Linked DNA regions of Capsicum annuum: region 1 is linked to region 2. A link is a contact called in public Hi-C data. All regions are on one chromosome and are shown on one strand. Each heading gives the region's core, a stretch centred on a gene start, on an enhancer-like site or on the middle of the called end of the contact. The rest is flanking DNA. Distances are from core to core; before and after follow the strand shown.

Region 1 (6,588 bases), core at 1,844-4,343, 94 kb after region 2:
ATATATTGACGAATAGAATATTTACCTGAATTGAGCCAAAGTCGTGACCAATATCATGAAAAATAGTGCCAACACACAAGCACAAAGCAATATAAATTGCAAAACGAAGCCAGTAATAGCCAAGGTCACGATACATGTTCACGAAGGACCTCCTTGTGAGAACCATACACTGAGTAATGAAACTTGCTTGCTTTCCTTTCTTTGCCTCTTCTCCTCCACTCTATATACAAAGTAAATGTTCATAAAATTATCAGTTAGTATTATATGCACCATAATTATGATTCTAAAACAACATGACTAATATTATACAAATTAATTACCTGTTGGGAAATTTCCATAACTCTGCGTTGAACTTGTTGACAACCTTGTGAGGTCTTGTATGACTTAACAAGAATGTTGATTGCTTCTGTGGCAGTGGTTTTTCCCGTAACTCCTTTTTCGATATCCTAATTAATTAGGATAAATAGCCAATTAAGTCCTCATGAGTAATTAATTATCTCTAAACGAAGAAGAAGATATAAATCAATAATACTTACAATATCAAAGTCCTTGTTGATTGTCCTTAGGTAGTGATCAGATGGATTCCTCATTGTTGGACATGGGAATCCGTTCAAAGCAAAATACTGCAAGTTACACATTTGGCAGGTCAGGAAAAAACAATTACTTTACTAGTGAAATAAATAAAAATATCTACACTAGGCGTAGGTATAAAATATGTACTATATTATACATTAATATATAGAACAATATGTATTTGTCGATTAATTAGGTATACATTTTAGAAGTCAGAATGTGATATGTACCTCATTTGCAGCAGAAATGGAGCCAAAGTAGACAGTCCTTCCAGAAGACAAAAGGCAAAGATTATGGAAAAGTTCAAACACTTCACTACTTGGCTGATGAATAGAAGCCACAACAGTCCTTCCATCTTGTTTAGCCAATTGAACTATTCTATTCATAACATGATAAGAGGCAGCACTATCAAGCCCACTTGTTGGCTCATCAAGAAATAGGAGTTTTGGCCTTTTTAGTATTTCAATACAAATACTAACTCTTCTTTTTTGTCCCCCACTTAGCCCTTTAACACTCCATCCACCAATTCTTGTGTTCATTGCATCTTGTAAACCCATTTCTCTTATGGTTGCTTCAGCCCTTTCTCTCTTCTCGGATCTTGACATCGAATCGGGTAGTTGGAGTTGGGCTGAATAGTAAATTGCTTCTCGCACTGTCAGTGTTGTCATCAACGTGTCATCTTGTGTCACGTATGCCTTTGAAAAAGAAAATAAAAAATCAGTCACGTTAAGAAATGATGGTGTATAGAAGTTAAACTAGAGAAAAAAAAAAATAGAGACGTTAGTTAGCGTACCGAAGTGCCAAAAGCAAGTGACTGCCTACGACCATTGATGAGGATTTCTCCTGTTTGTCTTGTGTTCGAGTCCAATCTCCCTGTAATAGTATTATGTCCATCAGATTATTTTTCAAAATTAAGCTTCAATTCTTGTTTTTCCCTCTGTTTATATGATTTTTTTAAAAAAACTTCCACTGATAGGATCTCTTTCATAGATATAATCTTTCTATTTTAATAAGAATTTTGGATTTGAGGAAATAATATAAGAAATTTTGATAGAAAATGTTGGACCACAATATAAATTTAAATGAATCAGAACCTCAAACTAGGACCAAGTATTCAATGGAAAAAAAAAAAGTCTTTCAATTGGGCAAACATTCTGGTGTACACCAAACAACAATTAATGGAAGATGTGAACCCTTCACCATCCTTGTACTAGCGTGTGTGGTAGTTCATAAACCATTCATACAAGACAATAAAATAACATTAAGCAGAATGCCGAATTTTTGGACCCGTTGCACTTTTAAACACTTTTAAACAACAAACGAAATAAAAAGTGAAATTCATCATCACTATTCGATCATATTCTCTTAAAATGTTTTACCGGCTAGCTAGATCGCGATAGTTTAGTTTCTTTACCTCTAATTAGAATATGATTTCACGTTTTAAGAATAAAATATTATTCGACAGGAGAGTATCTTACCCCCTTATATTAAGTTTATTCGATAAAAAAATTGATTAATCGATGCAGTAAATTTCAAATACTAGATAATTAAACAGAAAAAAGAATACCTGCTAGAGCATCAAGAAGAGTGGATTTGCCACAACCAGAAGGACCCATAATGGCCAAAACTTCACCAGGTTGAACATAACCCGTTAGCCCTTGCAATATAGCTCTCCTCCCATTTTTTTTATCAGGCACAGTCACCCACAAGTCCTTCCATGTTAAATAAATTCCTTCACCACCACCACCACCTTTATTAGTATTAAACAACCTTCCACTCAATGCCACATGATCATCAACATTATCATCATATGCATAATTGGTATTAGTAGTATTACTAGTATTAATCATAGGATGAACACTAATTTGTGGTGGTGGTTCATAATTTTCCATTTCTAAGGATCTTTTAATTTCAGAATCTACCCTTAGAGATGGTGCTTCAATTGAACCAATATTTGGTGTTGGACTACTAGGACTACTAAATGGGAAATTTTTGGTTTGATGGTTAATGTTGCTAAAAGAAATGTCTTCTTCCGAGCTAACACTTTCATTTGTCTCGGATTCATGACGTCTATGTGGTGATATATTTGGACTAGGTGTCCATCTCGGAACATTAGGTTGTAACTCCATTTGTCACTCGGTTAATTCGTGTGTGATTTTGAGCTAGTTGCTGGAATTCGATATAGGAAAGAAGAAAAAGAGAGACGATGTGCATGGAAAAGAATGGAAAAAGGGTTCGTATTTATAGCGGCAATGAGGAAGGTATTGGGAAATTTGGAGTTGTGATAAAATATTGACTAATAAAATAGACTAGATTGACTTCCAACAAGGCAAGGAATTTAGCTAAGGAACAAACGAATATGTACAAAGAAATATATTCATTTTGGACTAAAGTTTAGCCTTCGTTTACCATTTCCTCTCTAGTAACAAGGTTGATCAAAGACTTCTCAATTGTGTGAAAACAGAATTGCTATTGGCATCTTCACTTTGGTTTTTCCATCTTCTCGATGAATTTATGTTTTTAATTAGTTTGCTCCTTTTTGTAGCTGTAAGTTTATAACTAATAGCATTACTAAGAAGCAGAAGTAGGTCTGGAATTTTAAATTTATAAATTTTATTTTCAAGAAAAGGTAATATAATGAATATGAATAAATTATTTTACTACTTAAAATGGAAATTTTCGAACTTCCTTCGAAAATCCCATATCATCAACGATAATATCCATCAAAATTTTATATTTTTTTTAAAAAAAATTATGTTTAAGCCAAGAATATATAATTGTCAGTTGTCAACAATCACATGGATTGTTCAATCCATCTGAATTAAATGAAGGAATATATGCTAGACAATAAAAGAAGTTTTGCATTGTGTTGTATATATCCGACGAGATGTGTGGTCCATGTGTTAGGATTGTGTTGTATATATCCGACGAGATGTGTGGTCCATGTGTTAGGATTTTTGCTCTGATTTCTTATCAAATTAAGTTTTTACTTTTTCTTGGAAGAAAAATAAAAGTAACCATAATTACTTGTATTTTTTCCTAAAGAGAAAATATAATTCTTTTCCATATTTGGCTAATCTCTTTCTTGAAGGAAAAGTTTTAGAACTCTATAAATAAAAAACTCGCTTCTCATACCATAACACAATAATATCCACAAGGTAGTTGTTTAAGATTTTTGTTTAGGAAAGATTTTCTCCCAATAGTTTTTAATGCTTTTCGATATTAGATTTTCAATATGTAGGTCTCTTGACCAAAACATATCAATAATATTATGTTTTTAGTTTAGTTTTCTTTGTCGTCTGATTTATCATCTCATGGTTTGCAAACTTTAAGCTTTTGCATGACGCCCTCTCGATTTTGAACCCAACGAGTGGTATCAGAGCCCACGGTTCAATAAATCGATCGTTCAATTGTTGAACAAAGTTGCAATCAATTTGATGATAATGAAGATATATGTCCAAAAGCTACATGTGGAGATAATTGTTAATCATATTTTCAACAATCCTGCTGTCATATATTTGAAAATAAAGTTCACTTTTAACCCTGCAAAAGGGCTCCAATATTTTTAACCCGAAAAAGGCTCATATACTTTTAACTCAAAAGCTTCATTTTTAAGCATGTCAAGCAGCAATGATGAAGACTATGTGAAGAACAAAGATTAAAGATGTGAAGAAGGCGGATCAAGTGAAGAAAATCAAGCTAAAAAGGGGAGATTTGTTAGGATTTTTGCCCTGATTTTCTTACCAAATTAAGTTTTTAATTTTTCTTGGAAGGAAAATAAAAGTAACCATAATTACTTTTATTTTTCCTAAAAAGAAAATATAATTCTTTTCTATATTTGGCTAACCTCTTTCTTGTAGGAAAAGTTTTGAAACTCTATAAATAGAAGACCCTTTTCTCATACAACAACACAATATCATTCACAATGTAATCGTTTAAAGAGTCTTATTTAGGGGGAGATTTCTCCCAATAAGTTTTACGATTTTCAATTTTATTTTAAATTTGTAGGTCGTTTGGCCAAACCATATCCAATAATATATTTTTAGTTTAATTTTTCATGTGTCGTTTGATTTATCGTCTTATGGTTTGCAACTAATAGCTTCTGCATGACGCCCTCTCGATTTCGAACCCAAAACCTTCCCTTAATTATCCTAAGAAAACAATTTTTTTAAAGAAAAATGTACATAAGAATATATCTATATTACAAAGATTTCGCAATCGACAAATAATCTTGTATTTATATTTATACAAAAAAATATATTAACATATATAAATACATGATTTTGATTAAAATTACTGAATTATGTGATTGTCAAAAAGTATGGTAGGGTGATTAGAAATGGGACAATTACATAACTTAGTCAATATTGACTCCTAATTATCATATTTAGCCTAGTTTCAATTAATTACAATCCATAACCTCCTCTAACCTATTAATTTTTCATAATTACAATTCATAGTTTCTCTCATGTATTTTTTTTCTCTATTTTCTATTACTTTTCTTTTTCTTCCTTCTTTTTTTCTTTTCCTTTTCTTTCGTTTGGTCTTTCTTTTCTTTTTTCAATTCTTTTTTTTTTCTTTTGTATTTTTTTTTTCTTTTTTCTTTTTATTTTTCTCCTTTTTTTGTTTTTTTCTCTATTTTCTATTACTCTTTTTTTTCAGTTTTTTTCTTCATTTTCTCTTTTCCTTTTTTTTTTTCTTCTTTCGTTTTTCAATTTTTTCTTTTTCATTGTCTTTTTTTCATTTTGTCTTTCCTTTTTTTTTTTTACCTTTTTTTCCCTTCTTTTTTAATTTTCCTTTTTTTCGTTTTCTCTTTCTTTTCTCTTTTCAATTTTTTTATTTTCTTTTTTTCTTTTGTATTTTTTTTCTTTTTATTTTTTCTCCTCTTTTTTTTCTCTATTTTTTATTACTCTTTTTTTCAGTTTTTTCTTCATTTTTTTTTTAATTTTCTCTTTCTTCTTTCTTTTTGCAGTTTTTTCTTTTTCGTTGTCTTTTTTTCATTTTGTCTTTTTTTTTCTTTTTTTTCTCCTATTTTTTTCTTTTATTTTTTTCTCTATTTTCTATTACTCTTATTCTTTTTTTGTATTTTTCTCACATTTTTCTCTTCTTTTTTTTTTCTTCTTTTATTTGTGCGAACTTGCAAACATAAATACAAGTGCGAACTATAAAATATAAATTCAAAGGTGAATTATAACATATAAATATAAGTGGAAACTATAAAATACAAATATAAATGCGAATTATAACATATAGATATAAGTGTGAACTATCATTTGTATTTTTTAATTATTGAAAAGGAAAGATTGATTTTCTTTTTACGAATATTTATTTGTATTTATTTATACGAGTTGTATTTATTGATACAAATAAATACAATTCAAATTTTTATAAAAATACAATATGTATTTGTATTTTTAAAATCGTTGGTTTCATTTATTTGTAATTGTATTTGTATTAAGTGATATTTATTTATTTACAAGTACGAATAATAATTTTGACATACAAATACAAAGCAGTACATTTGTATCAAATGATACATTGCAAATTTATATATTTTAGAATCAAGAAAATACAATTAATGCATTTACTTGTTTATATACAAATACAAATGATAAATTGTACATAATCATGGCTAAATACAATATGCAATCAACTTACAAATACAAATACAAAATAATTCTTTAAAACTAAAAGGACATCGACGAAAATAGAATACAAATACAAATATAATCTTAATATACAAACACAATAAAATCATAATACAAATATAATCTAATATAATATACAGTCAATTATAAAATACAAATACAAAACAGTTCTTTAAGATACAAGTGTGAATTATATAAAATATAAATGATGGTGCGAACTATAAAATACAAATATAAACGTGAACTACAACAAACAAATACAAGCGCGAACTTTAAAATACAAATAAAAATATAATTGTATCAATGAATACAAAAATATAAATGACGGTGTGACTACAAATAAATAAACAATTATGGTATTTACGTT
Region 2 (6,749 bases), core at 29-2,528:
TGCAACCAATATCAAACCACACTCCTATCAGAAGGCATGTGGGTACTTCAGGATATTTTGGTTTCAGTTTCACTCCCGGGATGTTTCTAAACTCATAATGGAAGTAACCTTCTCTTTCCTTCAAATTTGAGTGACAACACACCTTGAGCTTAAGAAATTATGTCGGGGTAAATTCTTACCTATAGATGTGAAGAGCTCCAAATTCATGGTTAAGAGATTACAATCCTCTTTTCCACAACTCAATTAACTTGTTACTCATCCTAATCCAAAGATCGTCTAAAATAAAAACTATATTTTTTACCGATTGAGTAAATACAGTAGTCTGATTTTTTTTAATCTTGAAGATATATAGGTTGGGCTCTTTGTTGAAAACTTGACTGCATTTCAACCTCCCCCTCCTTAATCCTCTGATTCCCCAACTTTTCGGTAAAAATTTAAAAATTGAAATAATTTGTGAATTCCTTAAAATCATGCTTAAAACCAAGTTTTATGAACTACAAGTGACATGAATTCTGATGCAACCTGGATATGTAGGAAACCTGATATCGGGATCCATCCATAACTCCATGAAACTCGTACAAAAATCTATCTTTTTCAAAAATTAAATTTGTGGTTGGACAAAAATTAGGCACGTCAAACTTTCTTTGCGCAGGGTTACTTCCATCCACCCTACCCAAAGGGAAGGGATAGTTGTTGACGCTTAATTTTTTTCCTCCACGATTAAGTTTAATCCTGAGTTTCTTCGCTTTTAAGTAAAATTGCAACATTTATTTTATAAAAATAAAAACTTCCCAAAGTATTTACTAGATAATTTTTTCATTTTAAGTAATGATTATATATTTTTCATATTCATATATACGAAATCATATAATTTTGTTACTTAAATAATTATTTTACAGAAACTTAAATTTTAATCAGGTAATTCAAATGAGTAAGATCTTGATTTAGATATAATTTATTTTCAAAAATAATTTATCTAAAAAATATTTATTTAATTTTATTAAGCCAAGAAACTCAAAATTAAACCGATTTATAATTCATTCCAAATTTTAATTCAATTTAGTCGATTTAGTGAATTTTGATCACAATTAAAATTAATTTGATCAAAATTGCAATGTCATTGGCTAATTAATTTTCAATATGGTTAAATTAAATTTAAATTGAATGAAATTCTAACCTACTAACCTAATCCTAAAACTCTATTCCTAAATCAGTCCAGCCCCTACCCCATTTTAAAAATTATATAACCCAGGCCCAAAGTTCAGCTGGCCCGCTCCATCAGCCTACAACCAGCCTAATCGACCCGACCCAATCTTTTCCCCCTTTACCCATCAACGACAACAACAATATCACCAACAGAAAGAAGGCAACAACCAAATGACGGTGACCAACGATGTTTACTTCCAAACGTCGTTGTCTTCTTGTCCCTCTTTTGTATGAGTCTGCGTGCTAAGCACAAAGTCTTGTACCCCAAAAGCTTCTAGACCTCTCAAAAACGAAATCTCAATCCGTTTGAGTGTTTTCAAATTTGAGATTCGAATTCGTACAAGAATAGTACGAAATTCACCTCACCCAACCTTATACCTAGTTTGAAATTTGAATTTTCCCTTTTGAAAATACCAAAAAAAAACCTCAAAGTCCCGTCTCCCACATCGACCGATTCCAAAAATCGACCCTAATCTCCTTCTTATAGATACTTTCACTGTTGTAGTAAAACGAGGTTGGAGAGAGGATTCAAGAGCGAAGAGCCTCAAAGTAAGGAATTTTTTGCTCAAATAAAAGTGATTTCGGGGTCAAGAAATTTGATAAAACTTGATTGAGCTCGAATTTCTAGGTTAAGAATCTGATTTCATTCCGGTGGTAGTAGAGAAATTTCGATGAAGCTCGTAGTCTAGTTTGTTGTCCCTAAAAAGGTAAACACACCTTTCTTTTTTTTAGCTCCTTAGTAGCTATTTTATATAATTGTAGTAATGGCGGGATTGTTTGTTGTAGAAGCCTTGAAATCCATAAAATTTTTCGTGTTACAACGTTTGTTATGTAATTCTACTAAATAGATGTTCTTGCTTTAGTTTGTATGGCTACTGTTAGGCTCTTGTTTCTCATTTTGGTTTTATCTTGATGTTGCTTATTAACTCTAAATTTTTATTTTGAAGATTTTTTTTGTTATTACTTCGTATTTACCCCTTCATCTGGTATTTGAAGAGGTTTAAAATGATACCCTTTTTGTGTTCAAAGATTTTTTTTTAAAAAAATATTTAAATAAAAGTTAAATTTTTAAATAGGTAATTCATGCATTTCTTTGACTGCATATTTGTTATGGTGAATATATGTGAAGTTTCTATTTAGAGGTTCTACGTCTCGTCAGCCTTGATTTCTTTCTTTGATTAGGAGTAGAATTGATTAAAGCCGGTTTATGAGATTTTCCTTGCTATTGTTTTAATAACATTTAGGCTCAAATTGTTTTTGTTGTTGTTTATTCAAAGTTGTTTGAGGTAATAATCGAGCCGATTTAGTTAGTTCTGCTTTTGAAAGTAGAGGTTTTGTTAACTCTTTATAGAGTTTAAGAGATCTAACAAAACTGAAAACCTTCATGATTTTTGAGAAACCAGAACTAAAGACGAAACATTCATGATATGTTATGGTCTTTGAAAGTTCTTAATTTGGAGCTCCAAGCGAGCATTGGTTTCTTTCTTTAGCCATAATAAGTGTTACTCTCATCCTCTCGTATGCTTGTCCACTTCATTCCTTGAGAAGAGGACGGTGAAGTAAGCCTCACCACGCTCGATAGAAGTTACAAAGACATAATAACCTTCTCGTGGTTCTTTGTGCTGTTATCTATCCATTTGTTAGAAGCCACCATGCCCATTTTTGCTTGGCCAAAGGCCATCGATAGGCGCTCAAACTTGTTGTCAAAATTCACTTAGACACCTAAACTAAGACCTGTTCCTATCAAGCCCTTAAACACCCCACATTTTGTTTCAATTGGGCCTTTTTTGCCTATGTGGCACTGCGCGTGCAGTGCTATTGTGGGAGGCACGTGAGGAACATTTTTTTTATTAATTTACAAATAAAAAGATGCCAAGTGGCATTGAGGACTCCAAAACTTTTTTAATAATAATTTTTTTTTTAAACACTAAAGGCCCTTTTTAAACCATTAGGGAGTCTCAATTTTTTTTTTTTAATAAAAACATACGTTGGGGGCTTGGGGGCTAAGGGTAGGTGGGGGAGTTTTATTTTTATTTTTTAAAATTTTTTATAATTTCTTTTTAATAATTAGTTTTTTTATTTTTTAAATAATTTTATAATTTCTTTTTTTATTAGGCTTTTATTTTTATTTTTTAAATAATTTTATAATTATTTTTTAATAATTTGGATCCTCAATGCCGTTTTTTATTTTCATTTTTTAAAAAGTTATATAATTTTTTTAATAATTATTTTTTATTTTTTAAATAATTTTTTAATAATTTATTTCATTTTAAAATATATATATATATTTTTTAAAATAATCAGTTTTTTATTTTTATTTTTCAAATAATTTTATAATTATTTTTTCGTAATTTATATCCTCAATGCCATTTTTTATTTTCATTTTTTAAAAAATTTTATAATTTTTTTTAATAATTAATTTTTTATTTTTTAAATAATTTTTTAATAATTTATTTCATTTTTTAAAAATTTATAATTTTTTAAATAATCAGTTTTTTGTTTTTATTTTTCAAATAATTTTATAATTATTTTTTCATAATTTATATCCTCGCCATTTTTTATTTTCATTTTTTAAAAAAATTTATAATTCTTCTTAATAATTATTTTTTAAAAAAAATATTTTTTTAATAATTTATTTCTTTTTTAAAAAAATTATAATTTTTTTAAATAATCAGTTTTTTTTATTTTTTAAATAATTTTAGAATTATCTTTTAATAATTTCCTCAATGTCATTTGTATATACTTTTAAAAAAATAAATATAATTAATTTTTAATAATTATTGGATCCACAATGCCACATGTCAGCTTCCAATTAGCTCATTTTGCCACGTCATCGCGTGTGTGCAACACACACTTTGAGTTTTTTGCTGATAGGGCAAAAAAGACTCACTTGGAACAAAATGTAGGGGGTTTAGAGGCCTGATAGGAACAGACATTAGTTTAGGTTTCTAAGTGAATTTTGGCAACAAGTTTGAGTGTCTATCGATGGCTTTCAACTTTTTGCTTCTTTCCTCTTGGGTTATGCTTCTTTGAAAAACAGCCACAATGCTCATTTCTATTTTACTTGCAAACTAATCAGTCCAACATTTGTTCATGTGTGATATGACTGGCTTTTATGTCATTTTGGTGTATTTTTTTTTTTATGTTTCATCAAAACCCACTCGTGTAGAAACCAATCCACACGAAATGCATATTGATCAATTTTTGAACTTTGCAAATTATGTGTTCCGAAATGATTCTAATTCCTTACCTTTGTTTCGTTTGACATGTGAAATCCGGGTTGAGTCCACTATTGGACTCCATTTTCCCTTGCGTCCTCGAGTTGGTTCAAAACTCAACAAAGTTCCTCTCGAGTCAAGCCCTAACGCAGCAGCTCAAATGTGCTAAAATGTGAAGAAACAGGCAGATATACACTCATATACTCCAAAATACAGCAGGTGTACGAAATCAGTACCTACACATGGTCGGGTGGTGTATATAAAAAAATAAAACAAAATACGCAGGTTTCTACACTGGTATATCATGTATACACAGTAATATACAGAAAAAATGCAGGAAAAAGGAGCTGTAACATACAACCAGTATACACAGAGCTGAAAGGACTGAAAATCCACAAAAATAAGCCCAAAAAACTGGGCAGATTCTAATGGGCTTAAATCATAAACCTTTCTTCTTTAATTTATTTGTAAGTTCATATTTGATTATTTGTTGTATTAAATTCTTAAATTTGATTAACCTTAATAAATCTCCTCTTTGAATTGTTATTTTTGTTTATCTCTGTATTTTTTCTTTGAGTACTGTTTATCACATAGTACAATGTTCGAAATTAATAAAAAATATACTTTTCTTTATGTTTTCTCTTAAAACGAATTTTAAAAAAATTCAAAATGACATTTTGTTTCATCAATGGGTTAAATTACTTCATTTAATTTAAACTCTCTACAAACATAAAAGTCAATTTTTCTTTTAAAAATCGAAAATCCTGTAATTAGTTAGATATTTCATAACTTGTTCAAATTGGTGTTTTTCTTTAAAAATTTCTTTCACTCAAAAAAATTATTTATTTATTATAAAAGATCATTTTTCTTTCATTTCCATGAATATAGTTTATTTTTCCCTCAAATTGACAAAAATCGAATTTAGTTCAACTTTCTTGTTAAGAGAATTGTTTAAGTTAAATGAACTACTTTTCATTCGAATAAAATAAATGTCATATTTTGTAAACGAATTTCAAGAATTTTATAAAAGTAGTCATGTTTTCAAAAATAGTCAAATCAGTCAAAATTATCTTTTGGTCAACCGTTTAATAGGTGCTCTTGAATGTCTTAAAACCCTTCTCAGGTGTTACCTAAATCCTTATCTAGTTTCTTTATTTCAAAGCTTTATTTCTGTTGTTGAGATTTTGGATTATCTTTACTATCTCTTGATTTTTTCTTAAAAAATCAAGTGGTGACTCTTTTTTTTAAAAAAATTGTTTCGATTTTTTTTAAAGTTTTGAAATAGTTTAAACAGTCAAAAATAATATTTTTCAAAACCTTTGAGCCGAAAAGGAATAAAATATATATCATATAAATTTTAATACATATATTATATTTATCAAACATTTATAAATGAATCAAAAATATGAATTACTATCAAAATATATCTGCCATATGTATCACCAAGTTCTGAAAACATATCACCAATATGTATCACCGTTATGATAAGAAAATGAATCGAGAAATTAACAACTTTATATATGTATCAAGCGCATTGACAAAAAAATATATGTATCACCTATATGAATCATCATCAAATTCGCTACCTGATTCTGTGAAGGCTTAGCGATTTGATCTAATTCATCTTGATCTGTCATGTGCATATCCGATTCTTGATTTATTACCGCATAATCTTCTCTAAGCTTCTTCATCTTTTCTGGATCATTGCGGTTCTTTGACCTATTTTTATGAAAATCTTCTTTTCTGTAATCAAAGATACCCAGAGATAAAACCCACAACTTAGCCACTTGCAAGAACACCTTTGTTGATTTCATTTGATAAATATCCAACTTGAATGAGGGTGAATCTTCATTAGTCATTGAAGATTAAAAAAATTAACACTGTAAAAATTAAAGTAGATTGTCTCAACTGATGATAAGTTGGAGAAATTTTAGGAAAGGAAAATTTTGAAAAAAATAAATAGTTTCAGGAATGGTGGTGAAAAAATCGGATTGAATTTTTACATCTATATATCAAGAGTAAAATATTAAATTCGAAATTTTAAGTTATTTTTAAAAGATAAAAAAATTATGTATTAATATCTCTTAAATTTGTAATTTTGTGTAACTTTTTTCAAATTTGTTACCACCTTTGAAGTCCATGCATATTTGTAATAGGAAGAAGCTATAATCAATTGCAATCTTAAGTTAGTTGCTTTGACTTTTTTTTTTTAAAAGAAAATAAAATTAAATCAATTATGATTGATTTCTTTTTCTTTTCAATACCTATAGTTTAACAACAATAATAATCTACTTAGTATATTCTCACGAAATGGAATGTGGGAAA

The links. A called contact is a pair of places that touch in the nucleus more often than the background predicts.
Region 1: a Hi-C map of placenta shows a contact between it and region 2, with 5 times the contacts expected there. The contact joins the promoter of LOC107870981 here to the enhancer-like site in region 2. A contact is called at or near these places in 3 of 5 Hi-C or Micro-C datasets (bud, leaf and placenta).

What each region holds. Positions count from the first base shown.
Region 1 is chr5:183,060,485-183,067,072 of UCD10Xv1.1, forward strand. LOC107870981 (ABC transporter G family member 1) reads right to left here and starts at 3,094. Exons shown (of 9, transcript XM_016717717.2): 1 at 2,141-3,094; 2 at 1,367-1,446; 3 at 804-1,268; 4 at 537-623; 5 at 321-446; 6 at 26-220. The coding sequence starts at 2,702.
Region 2 is chr5:182,968,448-182,975,196 of UCD10Xv1.1, forward strand. No RefSeq gene overlaps it. Among protein-coding and RNA genes, the nearest start is that of LOC107870980, 71 kb to the left of the region's middle. Within about 2 kb of position 1,279, at least 5 of the 5 cell types and tissues checked have an H3K27ac peak or open chromatin away from gene starts, as enhancers often do. A contact at or near this core is called in bud and leaf, where this site is marked.